Linked DNA regions of Rattus norvegicus: region 1 is linked to region 2. A link is a contact called in public Hi-C data. All regions are on one chromosome and are shown on one strand. The core of a region is the stretch at or near the end of the contact, and the rest is flanking DNA. Distances in the headings are between cores, read along the strand shown.

The links. A called contact is a pair of places that touch in the nucleus more often than the background predicts.
Region 1: a Hi-C map of kidney shows a contact between it and region 2, with 2.7 times the contacts expected there. The contact joins the enhancer-like site here to the promoter of Rreb1 in region 2. A contact is called at or near these places in 5 of 12 Hi-C or Micro-C datasets (hepatocytes, kidney, mammary epithelial cells and 1 more).

What each region holds. Positions count from the first base shown.
Region 1 is chr17:27,579,385-27,587,169 of GRCr8, forward strand. The region is part of intron 1 of Tpi1l2 (triosephosphate isomerase 1 like 2); the gene reads right to left. Among named protein-coding and RNA genes, the nearest start is that of Ly86, 110 kb to the right of the region's middle. Within about 2 kb of position 3,832, at least 29 of the 93 cell types and tissues checked have an H3K27ac peak or open chromatin away from gene starts, as enhancers often do.
Region 2 is chr17:27,204,689-27,212,024 of GRCr8, forward strand. It overlaps Rreb1 (ras responsive element binding protein 1), which reads right to left and starts at 3,373. Exons shown (of 12, transcript NM_001107348.2): 1 at 3,056-3,373.

The sequences.
Region 1 (7,785 bases), core at 2,582-5,081, 380 kb after region 2:
CAGGCAAGGCGTAGGGAGGGGAAGTCAAGGTTGGTCTTGCCTAAAGAATGGAGACCTTTACTGTTGTGGACAGAGTCACTTCAGTCTGGGGCTACTAATGGTCCATCTCAAGCCCCTCCTTTCTCCAAGTAGATGTGGCTCAGGCTGATCTCTGGTGAATGTAATCAACCCACTAACCTGCTGATTTCAGAGAGAATTAACCCCTGATCTACTTACTGGTGCCTCACAGCCACATTTAAATACGCATGCACCTAAATTCTTCCACAAAGGCAAGTTTTTACTTTAGGAAAAAGAGACGTTCAGTGTACATGAGGTCTGTGATTAAAGCCCTGGGTTCACACTGGGAGAGCTGAGGTCTAATTCTAGCACCGACTCTTCCCCTCTCCCTGCGTGACTTCTCTGGGCCCTAATTTCTTTATCTATGAAATGAAAGCATTTGGTGATGAGGTAAAAAAAAAAAAAAAAGGACTGGCTCCCGATCCGAGCTTCTACATCTATGACTTCAGAATAAAGGATAAAGGGCATTTCTATCGCCGAGTCTTCTGTGTTTCTTGGTTGGGTTTCTTTATAGCCAGCAGGTGTAGCTGACAAGAGGAAAAGTCAACATAGTTCCCTTTCAACTTTCGATCTCTTTAAATTATTTCCTTTAGAGCAGTTTTAAGCTCATACACATACACACACAGCATAAAAAATTAAAAGAAAAAAAGATATATACATTCATCACTATTAAATTGCAGTCTGTCCTTCCCCTGCTTTCCCTAAGTCTCTGGCAATAAGGGATCTTTTCCTGTCTCCATAGTTTTGCCTTCCCCAGAACATCATGTGTCTGGAATCACAGCGTGTGGCCTGTGCAGACTGGCTCCAGATCAACTTTCTATTTTGTTGTTACCCTGTGCTTGTGGTCATGCAGGGTCTCAAGGACCTGGGAGCTCACTTTGGAGCCTAGGTGGCCCTTGAACTCAGCAATCCTCCTGCTTCAGCTTCACAAGTGCATGACCCAACACACCCAGCTCACGCGATTTCTTTTCCTTTCTGCCTACCATCCCTATCCCCTTGTCTCTCTTGCACGTGTCACCTGGCACCGGAACTCTCTGGTGGCCTTGCTTTGGTGGCCATTGTAACAACTTCATCATCTCTTGTCACTCTCTATCTGCTTATCCCCCAGTTGTCCCAGAACTCCTTAAGGCCCAATCACTCTCTCCTCTCTTCCTCCCTCCTTTCCTCCCCCATCCCCTCCACCTCTCTCTCCCTGGTTTATTTTCCTTCTCACAGCTGGTCTCTCCCAGAAATCTAAGCTGCCAGGTCCTCCATCAGCGACTATCACCACAGGCCCAACGGTTATTCATCATTTGGGATTGTCCCCTCCCCCCCATTTGGGGTCTGTTGTTTTGTTTTGGTTTTCATCTCACCCCAACTCTGCAGAAGAATCAGGCAGGAAATTTTAAAAGAAAGAAAGAAACAAACAAACAAGCAAAAAAACAAACAAACAAACAAACAAAAAAAAAACAACCTAGAAAATGACCCACATCCGCCTGGTCCCAGGGTCTTGGGTGAGACCTGGACATTTTTCTTTTCAGTTCCCTGGAGATTCTAAAGTGCAGTCACTTGCAAAGCCACTGCTCAAGGAGAATCAACATCCCATTACAAGAGGAGGTGACATGCTTGTGTGCAGATGCAATTGCTCTGTTGAGGCATGGCTAGCTGTGAGATCACTCCCCGAAGAGGATCCTGTGAGCCCCAATTCCTGGTACTTAGGATTTTGTGTTCTCCTCTCCCCTTAAGCCTGGGTTGTACCTAATGACTCAGACCTAACCAAGAGCATATGTCAGAGCCGATGGGAGGGTACTTCCAAGATTGCATGTCCTGCTTCTCTTGCCTGGCTTCCGGGTCACTTCCCCAGCCCTTGCAGAGTTCTTGCTCTGAGGGACAATGGCTAACAGTGATCCATAGCTCAGTGATGGGGAAGTGAGGCAGTGGTGTCCTGATGTCGGCTGACTTCCTGGTGAGCGAGCTGGAATTCACAAGGAGCTGCCCTCTGGTACAGTCCCACTGCCCTGCTGTGACTACAGCCCCAAACCTATGCAGACTGCAGCCTCTGTCAGAGGTCTCCCGCTAAACCACACCTAGACTGGTGACTCACAGAAGCCAGAAGATGGAGAAACGCTTTTCATTTTGAAGCATTTAGTTTTGGGGATTTGTTATAGTTTAAGCGCGTAATGCCACACACACCCCATACCCGCCCCCACAGGGTCCTATGTTTGAACACTTGGCCCACAGCTGTTGGAGGAAGCTGAAGAACCTTTGAAAATTAAGATCCGGGTAGGGGATGGAGCAGGAGGGATGGACGGGCCTGGAGAATTGCAGCTCAGTTCTGTCTTAGGCCTGCCCCTCTGTACCTCATCCAAGGTTATCTGCTACCTTGAGCTCCTGCCACACCTTCCTTGTGGAAATGGACTGTCTTCTGAAGAAGAGCCAAAACAAACCTCTCCTCCTTTAAGGAGACTCTGTAAGGTCAGATACTTTGTCACAGTCACGGTGAGAAAAGTCACTAAAGTCACAGCAAAAATAACTGATACATTTCTTAAGAAAAAACCCTACCTTCTTAAAAAAAGAGCACCTTTCACTTGGAAGGGACAGACTAAATGTTGAGTTTGAGCTGTGGGAAGGTCTGAGAGAATGTTTCTGGGGGTGGTTGCTATAGGGGCAGTGCCCAAGTTGTTGGGGGCAAGGAAAGGTCAGGCAATCAAGAAATAGCACCTTGTTGGCAAGGCCATTGCTCCTCCAAGGTGGATTTGTATAGAGAGGTCCCAGGAGAGCCTTGTTAAGATGTTGACAATTTCAAGCAGGAGCCAATCGGGGTAGTGGTGGGCAAGCTTCTGGTTGGTGATACCGTTGTTTCTTGGGGACCGCGTGTAAGGGGTTAAGGAGTTAAACTGTATTTTTGTTTCTTTCTGTGAGTGTTCCCCTTTAAATGTCTGCAGGAACTCTGAGGGTGAGGCCTCCCGAATGCATCACTTGCCTTTGGGGAGTTTAGGAAGTGGAGCAGCGCCCTCTTGAGGCCACAAGGCGGAGGTGCTGGGGAGGAGGTGCACCAAAGGTTCGCTGAATCAAGCCAGGTAGTCATTTACTAAGCCACAAGCCTCGTCAGCTGTGTTTTCTTAAATTGGCCTCATCGTAAAAGGACACGAATCTTAGGAAACAGCTTCAGAAGATCTTTGCGAGTTTTGTTGGTGTTGGTGGTGATGAGTTTTTCCTCCATTTCTTACAAATCAGTAGAATGTGTTTATTGCCATATTAATCTAATTTCCCCCCTAAACTAAATTTCTACCTTATCAAGATGCAATTGGTCTAAGAAGTGTTTTCCTGGGAGTATGCCCTTCTTAGGTTGATGGCGACTACCTGCACATCCCATCCCCCAACTCCAAGATTCTACCTCTTCCCTGCTTCTTCATCTTCCTTGGCTTCTGTCTTGACTCTCCTCATAGCCTAGCAGAACTCTTGTCTTTGGTCTCTGCCATGGGTGTTCCAAGGTCAAGCATGTTGAATGCTGCAATGTCCCAGGCTTCCGACCATACCACTCTGGGGAGACTGTCCTCCAATTGCACCCAACATTTTGATTCATTTCCATCTTCCTGGCTAGACACCACCCATGACTGGACTCCCTCTCTGTGCTGTCCCTTTCCAGACCTTGCCTCCTCGGGAAAGGGTGTTGTCTGCTTTCTGGCTCAGTTCCACCCTCCTGGCCAGACCACGCCCTATTTGCTAGGCTCTGCTGCCTTAGCTAGACCACTCCCTCCCGGATATACCACACCTTCCTGGGCAGACCTGGATAGACTCCTCCCTCCTGGATAGACTCCTCCCACAGGCACACAGCTAACCCCCACCTCTGGTTCTTCCCTACAGCTTCCTGGTGGAGGAGTTTGGCCAAGAAAAGGATTCAAAGCGAGTCCCCAGGGGTCATGTTTTCCAGCCGTTTCTGGGTCTTCCTGAGCACAACAGTTCTCACACTCACGAGTCTCTCAAGAGCCTGATAGCATGTGTTCTCGGAACCCATCCTGATGACATAGATTTCTCTCCACCCCGGTTCTGCAGAATACACATCTGGAGGGAGAAGTTTGGGGATCCGCACTGCCGCACTGTTCGTCATTGCATCTACAGGCAGGCTTGAGAAGCACAGCTGTGGCTAGCCTACGATCCAGCCCAGACCCCCAAGGCCATTAAGGACTCCTCCACTCCAGTCGCCCATCCGCACCGAGCTAACTGCTGTCTTGTTTCTCACTTATAAGATTGAGGCCATCTGTTGTGGGCTTCCCGCATTTCCTGCCCCCACCCTCGACATTCTCCACATTTCCCAGTCTGCCTCCTTCTCCTCTCTTAGAAAATAAACATCTTCCCATGGCTGGATCTCTACCCTCCTTGACCATCTCCTCTGGAACGATGACCCTCTTGATTCTTTCTCTGTACATTTTTTTCCCCTCGCTAATGGCTTTTTCTTTTTTCAATTAAAAATCGTCTTTTGGATTGGACCTTAAGTCTTTTCTTTCCTAAATTACAAAACATATCTGAGTAACTTGGCTTCTCCCTCAAGCTGCCAGCTCACTTCCTGCTTCCTTCTTGAGCCCATCTCCTCTCTGTGTGGATCTCAGCCTAGCACTTTCCCTTTCTCATCTTACAGGGTACCCTGGTCAGTGCTGTGCAGAACCCTCTACCATGAACCTAGTTCAGTGCCCTGAGCTGCTAAGCTAGAAGTCAAACTTCTAAGCTAAGCTAGGTTCCAGGTTTGCCCTCAGACATGAATTTTGCTTTCTCAGACGTGACTGCTCAGATCCAAGGCTACGTCCTTAGAGCCTCTTACAAGCACATGACACTTACCACCATTTGTGTGTCGGTTTTACATTGCTATAACAAAACACCTGAGCTGATGGATTTATAACATGTAGAAGTTTATGTTGGTCCACGATTCCAGTCCACTGTCACTTGGTTTTGCTGAACTAACTCGAGCATGCCGCTGACTAAGCTGCTCATTTCCTAGTGACCAGGAAAACACACACACACACACACACACACACACACACACACACACACACACACACACACACACAGAGCAAAACCAACCAACCAACCAAACACCCAAAACCTAATATCCTCACCTGATGACTTAACTGCCTATCAGATTCCACCTCTTTAAGAATTTTACCACTTCTAAGCATTACCTTGAGCCTGGGACCAGGTCTCCAATACAGAAGCCTTTTGGGTGACACGTAACTAAGCCACAGAAATGTGAAGAGCTAAAGGAAGCCTGAAGAGAATGGGTAAACTGACTGTTGTATGTGGTCATAAAAGCTGCTGAGCCCTACGGGAGAGTTTCTTCACACAGACTTTGTATAAGGACTACCAGGAGCTAAGGGACTTCAAGATGGATTCCACTTACGGGCTGGGCCCAAACCTGGTGTCCTAGCTTTATCTACCAGCCTCAGCAGGCAGTTATAATTAGTTAGTTAATTAATGAATTAACTTTCCAGAGACTGAGTTTCACTGTGTATTCTTGGCTGGTTTGGAGCTTTTAAACCAGCCTGGCCTTGAACTCATAGAGATCCACCTGCCTCAGCTTCCCAAGTGCCAGGATCAAAGATGTGTGCCAGCACGCCTGGCTTAATGATCAGTAGTTCTGGAAGGGGAGATGGGCTCTCTGTGCTGCTCATCCATGGCCCTGCAGCTTGGCCTCTCCTTCCCCCATTCTGCCTGATGGTGAGCATCTCTGAGACTTGTAGGATACAGCATTCGAAATGGACTAGGAAATCCACATTCACAAAGACTCCTTGCTTATTCTGATCAGAATTGCAAACAAAAGCCAGGAGGCGGCCCAGGGCCTTCGTCTTCCCTGTGATGTGTCACTTTTTTCCAGATGAGCTTCTTTTACAGTTCTTTCACTAGGATCTATAGGGTGCAGCTAAGGGAATTCTTTATGATAATGACCCTTTAATTGAAGTCAGATTCTAGAATGACAACAAGCAGAAAGGAAGATTGCCTGATTGATAATTCAGTTGTAATTTGGTGGCTTTGGAATAGACGGTTGGGACAGAACGACCCAGGAGTCTCTTCTGTCATTCCACAGGCATCCTGGTTAATGAAGAACAGGTCAAAGAGAAGCCCAAGAGAAGGAGAACCTTGGCTTTGCAGGGTGGCTGAAAAATACCAGTAAATAAGCACCTCAAAGGAATTATGGTTCTTCTGGTTCCCATAGCATAACGTCACTTGGGAAAGACAGCACAGAACCGTTGGATGGGCTCTTACCCCCATCTCAAATCCGACACCGATGGCTTGTGCTCTTTTGTGTCTGTGGTGTCTAGCACAATTCTCACTCAGATTAAAGCACGACAAACGTTATTAATTCTGGAAAGCCACATACTTTTGTGGATCCTCTGTCTTGATGAAAAGGGTATTTTAAGAACACATGGAAAAACTCGCAGTCTGTTTGGAATACAGAGCTCAACGGACATAGAGTCGAATTTGTTAGCTTTGACTCTGAGGTGTCAAGGGATCAACCAATCCAAATCTGCAAGTTTGTTTGTTTGCTTTTTGAGGGAAGGTTTATTATTATTATTATTATTATTATTATTATTATTATTATTATTATTATTGTAGACCTGGCTGTCTTGGAACTCTGGGCTTCAGACTCACAGAGATCCACCTGCCTCTGTCTCCCCATTACTGGAATTAAAGGCATTGGGCCACCACGCCCAGATCCGCTCTTGATTACAGTAGGACATCCTGCTAGTCCGAAGTTTAAGCTTACTCGGGAGAAGGGACTGCATTTCTTGCTGTGTGGGGTCTCCCTGATTGCTCTTTCCAAGGGCCTCTTTGAGGACAGGACGTGGAAGACAGGCTTCTATCCTAAAATACATCTGATTCCATTACTGATATCTCCAGGCCGAAAGACTTCACCAAGCCATGTGACTCCAGTTGCAGCTATGCTTGTCTTTGCTTTGAACTTTAGGCTCCACATAAATACCCTTTGGAGTCAGCCAACGAATAGAAGGGGTCAGTGTTCCCAGGTGTGGGGTCCGCTGCCAGCAGGGACAAATAAGGTCCACCAGGCACTGGACTTTCTAACTTGTGGTCAGGGATGTGAGTTTTTCATGCTCAAATACCCTCCGTCTTTCCCAGAACGGACGATTGCTATGTGAGCACTACTTGACACATTGGGACGTTTCCAAGGGTTTCTGTTTGGTACTATGATAGGTCTTACATCGTGGTCCATGGAACTGATGCTAAAGCTAACCAAACTCCTGAGGATGCTGATTACAACTGTGCACTTGGGACCCCAGGTTTGCCCACCACACGCCACTGAATTCCATAGCAGCACTAGGAGCAGGACAACAGTCATGATTCTGTCTCGTGCATGGCTCTGGGTATTCACTCTTATGTGTGGGGTAGGGGTCATAATGACACTTAAAAGCTTCATTGACCACTAGTCCCGGGACTGAGTCTTCCCCTTTTCTGGTGTCCTGAGCAAATGTCCAACGTTTACCTTTTGAGTGAGGATTGACATAGGTTCACCTGTGTTCTCTAAAAGACAATCCACTGAAGTCCCACTTCCTAGGACCCGTGGATGGGACTTTACTTGAAACCAGTTTTTGCAGCTCTAAGTGAAGAGAAGGTCATCAGGGCGGATCCTGTTTCAGTTTGACTTGTTTCCTTGCAAAATGGTAATGTACGGGCAGTTACCGTGCAGGAAGCCCTGCGGGCTGCACGAAGCAAGTCCTGAGGGTGCATTCTACGGAG
Region 2 (7,336 bases), core at 2,123-4,622:
CAGCAGTTCAAAACAGAGAAGTGAACAAACAAACAAACAAGCAACAACAAACAACCCAGACGTTTGTTAACAGCTGCTAGCTGGTGCCTGACTTAGGAGCAGATGCAATAAACAGCTGTTGATCAGATGAGAACTAATAACACTTTGGCTTCACTTCCCTCCTTCCTACCTGTACTGGATGCAAATAAGCTCTCTCAGACTCCCCCCCCCCCAATAAATCTAAAGTATAGGCCCCTTCCATGAAAAGGTCACTTGCTCGATGATGTAAATGGTTAGGAATGGATGCAGCACCTGTACCAGCTGAGTCAGACAAATGACTCCCATCACGTCCACGGTAAGGGTTACACTGTCTTGAGTTTCTGATGAGAAATAAAATGGTATCCAGGGAAACGGCCGAGAATAATATTCCATGTACCACTGGGCATCAGCGGCATTTCTTAGTGAGGAAAGCGTTTCTTAAAAACAAAACGTGCTGAGAAGACAGCCATCTTACCTTAAAAACACTTTGTAAGACTGAGACGGTGCAAGTTAATTAACCCAAAGTGGAGAAAGAAACAATTAAATCAAAGTACTCCTCTTCTCCCTCTCTCCCGTGAAAATTAGGGAAGGTTTTTTTTTTCTTCACACATTTAAAACTTGATTAGAGCCATTCAGATGTTTAATTCAGTGTAACCAAATACATCAAAGCAAGACCCATCAGCAGATAACCCAATGGGCAGAGGTAAAAACAAAACAAATAAAAAAGCAACTCTAAACCTCTAAACGAGTCCACCCTTGCACGTGTTTGAAGAGTATACTAAACTCTTGCCACAAAAACGCCATGGATTCTGTAAGAGTTTACAGAATTTTCTTAAGAGTTTTAACCAAGACTTTAGACTCCAACCCAGACTTCCGGGTTAAATTACAAACTATACCTGCCTACTCAAGAAAGCATCAAACCTAGAGGATGTTAGAAGACATCAACACATTCTTTTCGTGGCTGTTCGCATTTCTCCACCTTCCACTCCAATTAACTATTGCACAACAACTCACACGCAGACACAGACCACCATATTATCTCAAAATGCAATCTCACAACCAGGGGGATGCACAAGCAACAAGCCTTTGCAGAATCATTTGCAAAAATACTTTGCCAACTTCCAACATCTTTATTCAACAAACTTTTTTCCCATAGGCTTTAACAAGGATATGCTTAGCTCTAAACTCTAAAACAAGACCGAGTGTTGCGTAGTCTAATGATGGAAACCCGAGGGTAAGGTTTTCGACACCCCGACAAAAGTTGCTTTTTATACACCCCCGTATCGGTGTCTACCACCACCACTACCAGCATCCCCCAAAGAAGAAAATCATCTCCGAAATGCCCCGAATGTGTGCTGCTGCTGGCTCTGAAGCCGTGTAGAATTTCGTAATGGAATGTGAACTGCTCGTCCGGATCTGGGCTCACGTTCTATCTCTTAACCAGTAAGGAGCGAGGGAGGGCAAATCTGCTGAGCAAGGAAAAATAACTTTCCTCCTCTTTTATAACCCATCACGGATGCACCGCGGACGAGGGCAGCTAGCAACACGCGGCGCCTGTCAAGCGGTGGAGCCGGAGCCCAGTGGGGTCCCCAGTCCCCTAGACCTCGGCCGGCTGCCCGCGGGTACCGTCGCCGCGCCCCGCACTCACCCGGGGCCAGAGAGCGAGTCACATCCTCGATGCGACCCTGGCCCTGTACAGAAAACACACCGCCTCCCGGGGAGGGGGCCGGCGACGGGAAGGACCTCCCCTGCTCCTTAGCAACCATTAAGGTCGCAGTTTCCTAAGAGACCGCGAACGGGGAGGGGGCGCGGGGAGTTGGGCCTGATGGGGGGCCCGTGCCTCTCGTAGGCGTCGGTGCTTCCCCCGGGGGACACCGGCTTCCCCCACCCTCCTCGTTTGGCTGTGCAGGCCGAGGTGTGAGGAAAAAGCGAAGCCCCAGAACTCCAGAAAAATTGGTCCAGCGGGTGGCGGACAAAAGTTTCCGAGCGCGCTCCACAGCTGGGCGGTGGGGCGGGCGCCGGCCCCGCCTCGGATGCTCCCGGCCTCCTTCCTGTGCTCGTGACGGCGCCGGGCGCGAGCCCCCCCTCCGCGATGCAGGCTCGCCCCACGCCGGGGGCTCCCCCAAAGCTCGTACCCAGCCAGCCTCAGAGTCACCAACAATACGCGTCGGCGCGGCCCGGGTCGCCGCTTCCCCTCCTCCCCAGCGACGGTGGTCGCTCAGAGCCCCGCCGCCAGCCGGGAGCCCGCAGAGGGCGCGGGGCTGCCTGCCGCCCCTCCCGGCCGGCGCCGTCCGCCCGGGAGGATCAAAGTCCGCAGAGCAGGGCGCGGCGGATGCTCCCACCGAGCAGCCCCGAACGCACGGCCCCCGTGCCTGCACCCCGGGTGGGCACCCCCGGATACCTTGCGGCGGCGGACTGGCTCGGTCATCTCCGTGCTTCCCGACCCGAGAGGGACTAGAAAGTATGTAGGAGAAAAGTTTCCCCTCCCACATGGGGGGGAGGATGTCGGGGGAGAGAGGGCGGAAGATGGAGAGCAGCGCTGGGAAGATGTTTCTGGCCCGCGGTGCGCGTACCATCCGAGTCCCGGCAGGGCTGGTTAAAAATAAACTCGGCGGCGCGGGTCGGGCCGGATTCCTGCGCTCGGACGGCTAATATGGATGCGCATCAGGTCCTGCTGGCGGGGCGCAGCGGCGGCTCGCGCTAGGAGCTGGTTGGCAGAGCCGGCAGCTCGGGAAGGGGAAAGGAGCGGAGGAAGGGGAGGAGGAGGAGGAGGAGCGGCCGGGCGCGCAGCCGGAGGGGAGAGGGCTGCCCAGCTCATCCCGGCTCCCCTACCCCACAGCCCCAACCGAGCGCATGCTGCCAGGCGTGGGGTGCGCGGGTCCTTTCTGCCAAACGCCGAGTTTCAGAAGTACACCGCGCTCTGCACACTTCACCCTCCCCATCCCCAAAAAGTTCTTTAAAAGGTCGCTCCGGCAATGCTCCGGGCATCTCGCAGCCACCAGAGTACCGCAAGCGGGGACCCGGGACGCGTACTTACGGCCCGGCAGGGTGCTGGGCTCCCAGGCATGATGCGGTGGGGACCGGTGGGCTTCGGGCTGAGAACGAGGAGACATGCAAACTTGTTCCGGAAAAGGAATCAAAATGGCGTTTCTGGATGTGCAAAGTTCATCAACTCCGCAGTCACTTCCCCTCCTCCTCTTCTCCCATAGGGAGGGAGGTGGGCGAGGAGCTGGCGACCCCGTTGCCCTAGCCGTCTTCCCGGCCCCCGCCTCGGCCCCCCGCCCCGCTTCCTCACCCGCACGCTCGGAGACTCGCTCTCCCCCTCTCACCCTGATAAGTAGACACATCACGTGTTGCTCCTGCGAGTCTCCTAGGGACGTGTTACAGAGCTGCCGCAGCAGCCGCGGCAGAACGAGCTGGGGGAGTCGAGAGGACCGCGGTACCCGGCTGTCTCTGTCGTCACCCCCACCCCAGTTTTAACTAGGCAACCGCAGTTGCCACTATCCTGGGATGAGTGGAGGTGGAGTCCTCACCTCACCCCCTACAGCAGCCCCAAGTTTGCCCCACGCCCTCCTAAGGCGCCCGGGGCCAGGGGCGGGCCCGGCAGCCGGAGGGGAAGGGTCTCGGCCGCTACAGCTGAGCGCAATTCCAACCCACCCAGCGCTCACTGGTGGCCACTATCTCCAGCCACCGCGCCCCCTCCTCTCCAGCCCCTCACGGCCAGTGGCTCTCAGCCCGCGGCTTTCCATCACTTTACAACAGGGTTTGTTTCACTATTTTAACAGAGGCAGAGATGCGGAGAGGAGCTTGGGGGGACGCCTGGGAGGCCCGAGAGAGGGTGGTGTGGTGACGGTGGACCCCAGATCAAGCGCCGCTCCCCTGAATCTGAAAGCGGTGTCTCAACCGCACAGTTCCTTCTGTACGCGGTCCTCGCCCTGCATCCAGGTGGGGCGAGTAGAGGATGGGGCCGGAGATTAAAGAGCAGGCGCTTCACCCCGCCCCCAACCTCTTGCAGTTTCTTTCCCAAGTTGGTCCTTCCCACCAGCGCAGCGACTTAGGAGTGTGCTTCTCTTCTAACAAACCTAAGGGCCCTAGACTTTTATCACGTTGCCTTCTCTCCCACTCTACACATGATGCTTCAGCAGAGGCTGCCTGCCCGCGAGGGGCCTAAGGATGGCGTCTACCGCCACCTTGTCCCCACCCCGCGACGGAATGGCTGGTGCTGTGTCATCCACGTCTCCCTTCAAGGCGTCAGGGAAGCCACATGCAATATCTCTTTCTCTCAGAGGGCTCCTGTTTCAACTGTGAAAAGCGCGGGTCCTCCTGCGAATTTCTCTCCATCCCCGGGGCTCCTGAAGCCAGCACGGTGCCTTGGCCCAAGTTATCACAGAGCCCAGGGAAACCAGGCCTCAGCTGTGCTTCCTCCATAAAGCAGCTGACATGTTTCCAACCAGTAAGCCGGTTTCTACTTAGGTTCCAAAAGGGACTTGTTCTCAGTTTTGGATACATCTTTTGAATAGTTACCTACACACACACACACACACACACACACACACACACACACACACACACACACACACACACACCAATTCTGAAGATAAAAGCACAGAAAATAGGACTGTAGAATTACGCATTCGAGACTACTTAGTTGATGTTATACATGCAGAAAGCTTGCTACACGCTATTTGCTATGACCTTTGCCCTGGCTCCACCCCACGGTCTCCTCTTGGAATGCCTGAACACCCTACAGTTGTAAAGCTCATTATGGGCTTTAATTTGAAACCTTCCTTCTAATGTATTCTAGTTTGGGGACTGACAACAGAAGTGTCTATCTGGGGATTGAATGAACAAATGAAGCCTAGCCAAGAGAGAATTTTCTAGAACTAAAGAAAAGCAGTTGGACCATTACCCCTGACTTGAGATAAGTAGGCTAAACCACAGGCTGGGAGGGAACTGTTTGACTTCCAGTCATCAAAAATAAGTTTTCAGAACCTGTTACTTTTCCCAGGGTCTCCTGTTTACTGAGCAAAACTCTATCTGGTGAAATTTTTAGCAGTGGCATTCCCCCCCCCTCTCCTCCCCCCCCCAAAGTATCCAGGCTGGCCTTGAACTCATTAGCTGAGGATGACCTTGAGCGTATGACCCTAGAATCATTGTTCCCTGTTTGTTATTTGCTAGCAAGTACGCCACCAGCCTTAGCATTACCGCCTTTCTTTCTTTTTTCTTTTCTTTTTCTTTTTGGTTTTGTTTTTTGAGACAGGATCTCACTCTGTAGCTCTGGCTATCCTGGAACTCACGTAGACTAGGCTGGCCCAGAACTCACAGAAATCTACCTGCTTCTGCCTCCCAGGTGTTAAAAAAAAGGATTAAAGGTGTGTGCGCCACACCCAGCAGCTAGCTCCACTCCTCTATGCCTCCTACCACCTCGATCCTGTCTCTCAAATGTTATCAAACATTGTCCTGAGGACTTGTCTGCTGAGGAGGTGATGGGCTGGTTTTAAAACAATAGTTTACATGGCCATACCAGAAATTCTTACTCTTGGGCTTCCAATGTATAAGCTGTCCAAACAGGAGGGTCAGAATGGGCACTCTGAAAATGCTACCTGCTTACTTGTCTCTTGGTGTTTGTTTCATGGTATTTTGTCTGACACTGGCTCTTGTAGACCAGGCTAGCTAGACTCATCCTTCTGTCTTCACTGCCCAGGTGCTGGGATTATAAGTTTAGGACATCAAGCTGGACCAGGAACAGCAACAATATCAAAGTTGGAGTTTTACTTGCCATTTAGTTTATTCTGTAAAATACTTTCAGATGTCCAAAGTGCCATGGATTCTCATGGTAAGTCGCCACCATTTTTATACTATAGATAATTCTGGCAATAGAAGAAAGTCACCTTGAGATTTTTATTATTATTATTCTAATTGGGGCTTAGTAGCTCATGCCTGTAATCCCAATACTCCATGAGTTCCAGGCCAGCCTGGGCTATATTGTAAGAACCTATCTCAAACCAAAGCAAAACACAATAAGCTATTAAAAAGAATTAGCGTCTAATGATTGCTCATTCCCAGCTAATTAATAAACTTGCAAGTCAAAGCTCCTGTTCAAAGGTTTGTTCAAATGTTAATATTCTTTATACAACAAATATTTACCAAACACCTAATAAAAAAGGAAGACTAGGGTTATCACCCACGATGAGATGCTATTTCACAGCCACTAAAATGGCACTAACCAAAAAGTCGTCCAATAAGTAAATGTTGGCGAGGAAGTTGGAGAACGGAAAATGGTGCAGCCATTATGAAAACTATCATGGCAGCTCATTAAAACATAGTGATGGGGCTGGAGAGATGGCTCAGTGGTTAAGAGCATGAACTGCTCTTCCAGAGGTCCAAAGTTCAAATCCCAGCAACCACATGGTGGCTCACAACCACCTGTAATGGGATCCGATGCCCTCTTCTGTTGTATGAAGACAGCAACAGTGTACTTATATATAATAAATAAAATCTTTAAAAAAAACATAGTGACCATAGGATCCAGCAATGTTACTAAATCATATACTAAAAAATGAAAATATATGTATTGCAGGATTAATCATAATAGTTTAGAAGGTAAATAAGAATTTGAAGGTTGTTGAGATGGATCAGAACCTCCACAGTGGAGGGAGAGAACCACTCCACAAAATTATCCTCTGGCCTCCACCTGTGCATCAAAGTCTTTGCACCGAAGCATATGCATTCATGCCTGTACATATGTGAAGACACACACACACACACACACACACACACACGCACACACGCACACACGCACGCACACACACACTAAACAAGTGGAAGTTAGCCAGTCGTGATGGTACACACTTTTAATCCTCGTGCTCAAAGGCAGAGGTGAAATTATTACTACAAGTTCAAAGACAGCTAGCGCTATCTATATAGGCCCTATCTCAAAACAGACAGACAAATAAACAAAATTGGGGAGATGGAGAGATGGCTCAGTGTTTAAGAGCATTAGCTGCTCTTCCAGAAGACCAGATTTCAGCACCCACATCAGGTAGCTCACAACTGTTTATAACTCTGGCACCAGGAGAACTGATGCCCTCTTCTGGCTTCTGAGGGTATCAGCATAGCAGAACATACACATAGACACATACACAGCAAAAGCCCACAAAAAGAGCAATCAGTTGAAATAAATTACACACACACACACACACACACACGCACGCACGCACGCACGCACGCACGCAGCAGAGATAAAAGCAGTATTGCAGCACATAATGAGCCTTGTCCTGTTGTCCTGATAGTAAAGGTTCTAGGATGGATGGATTAA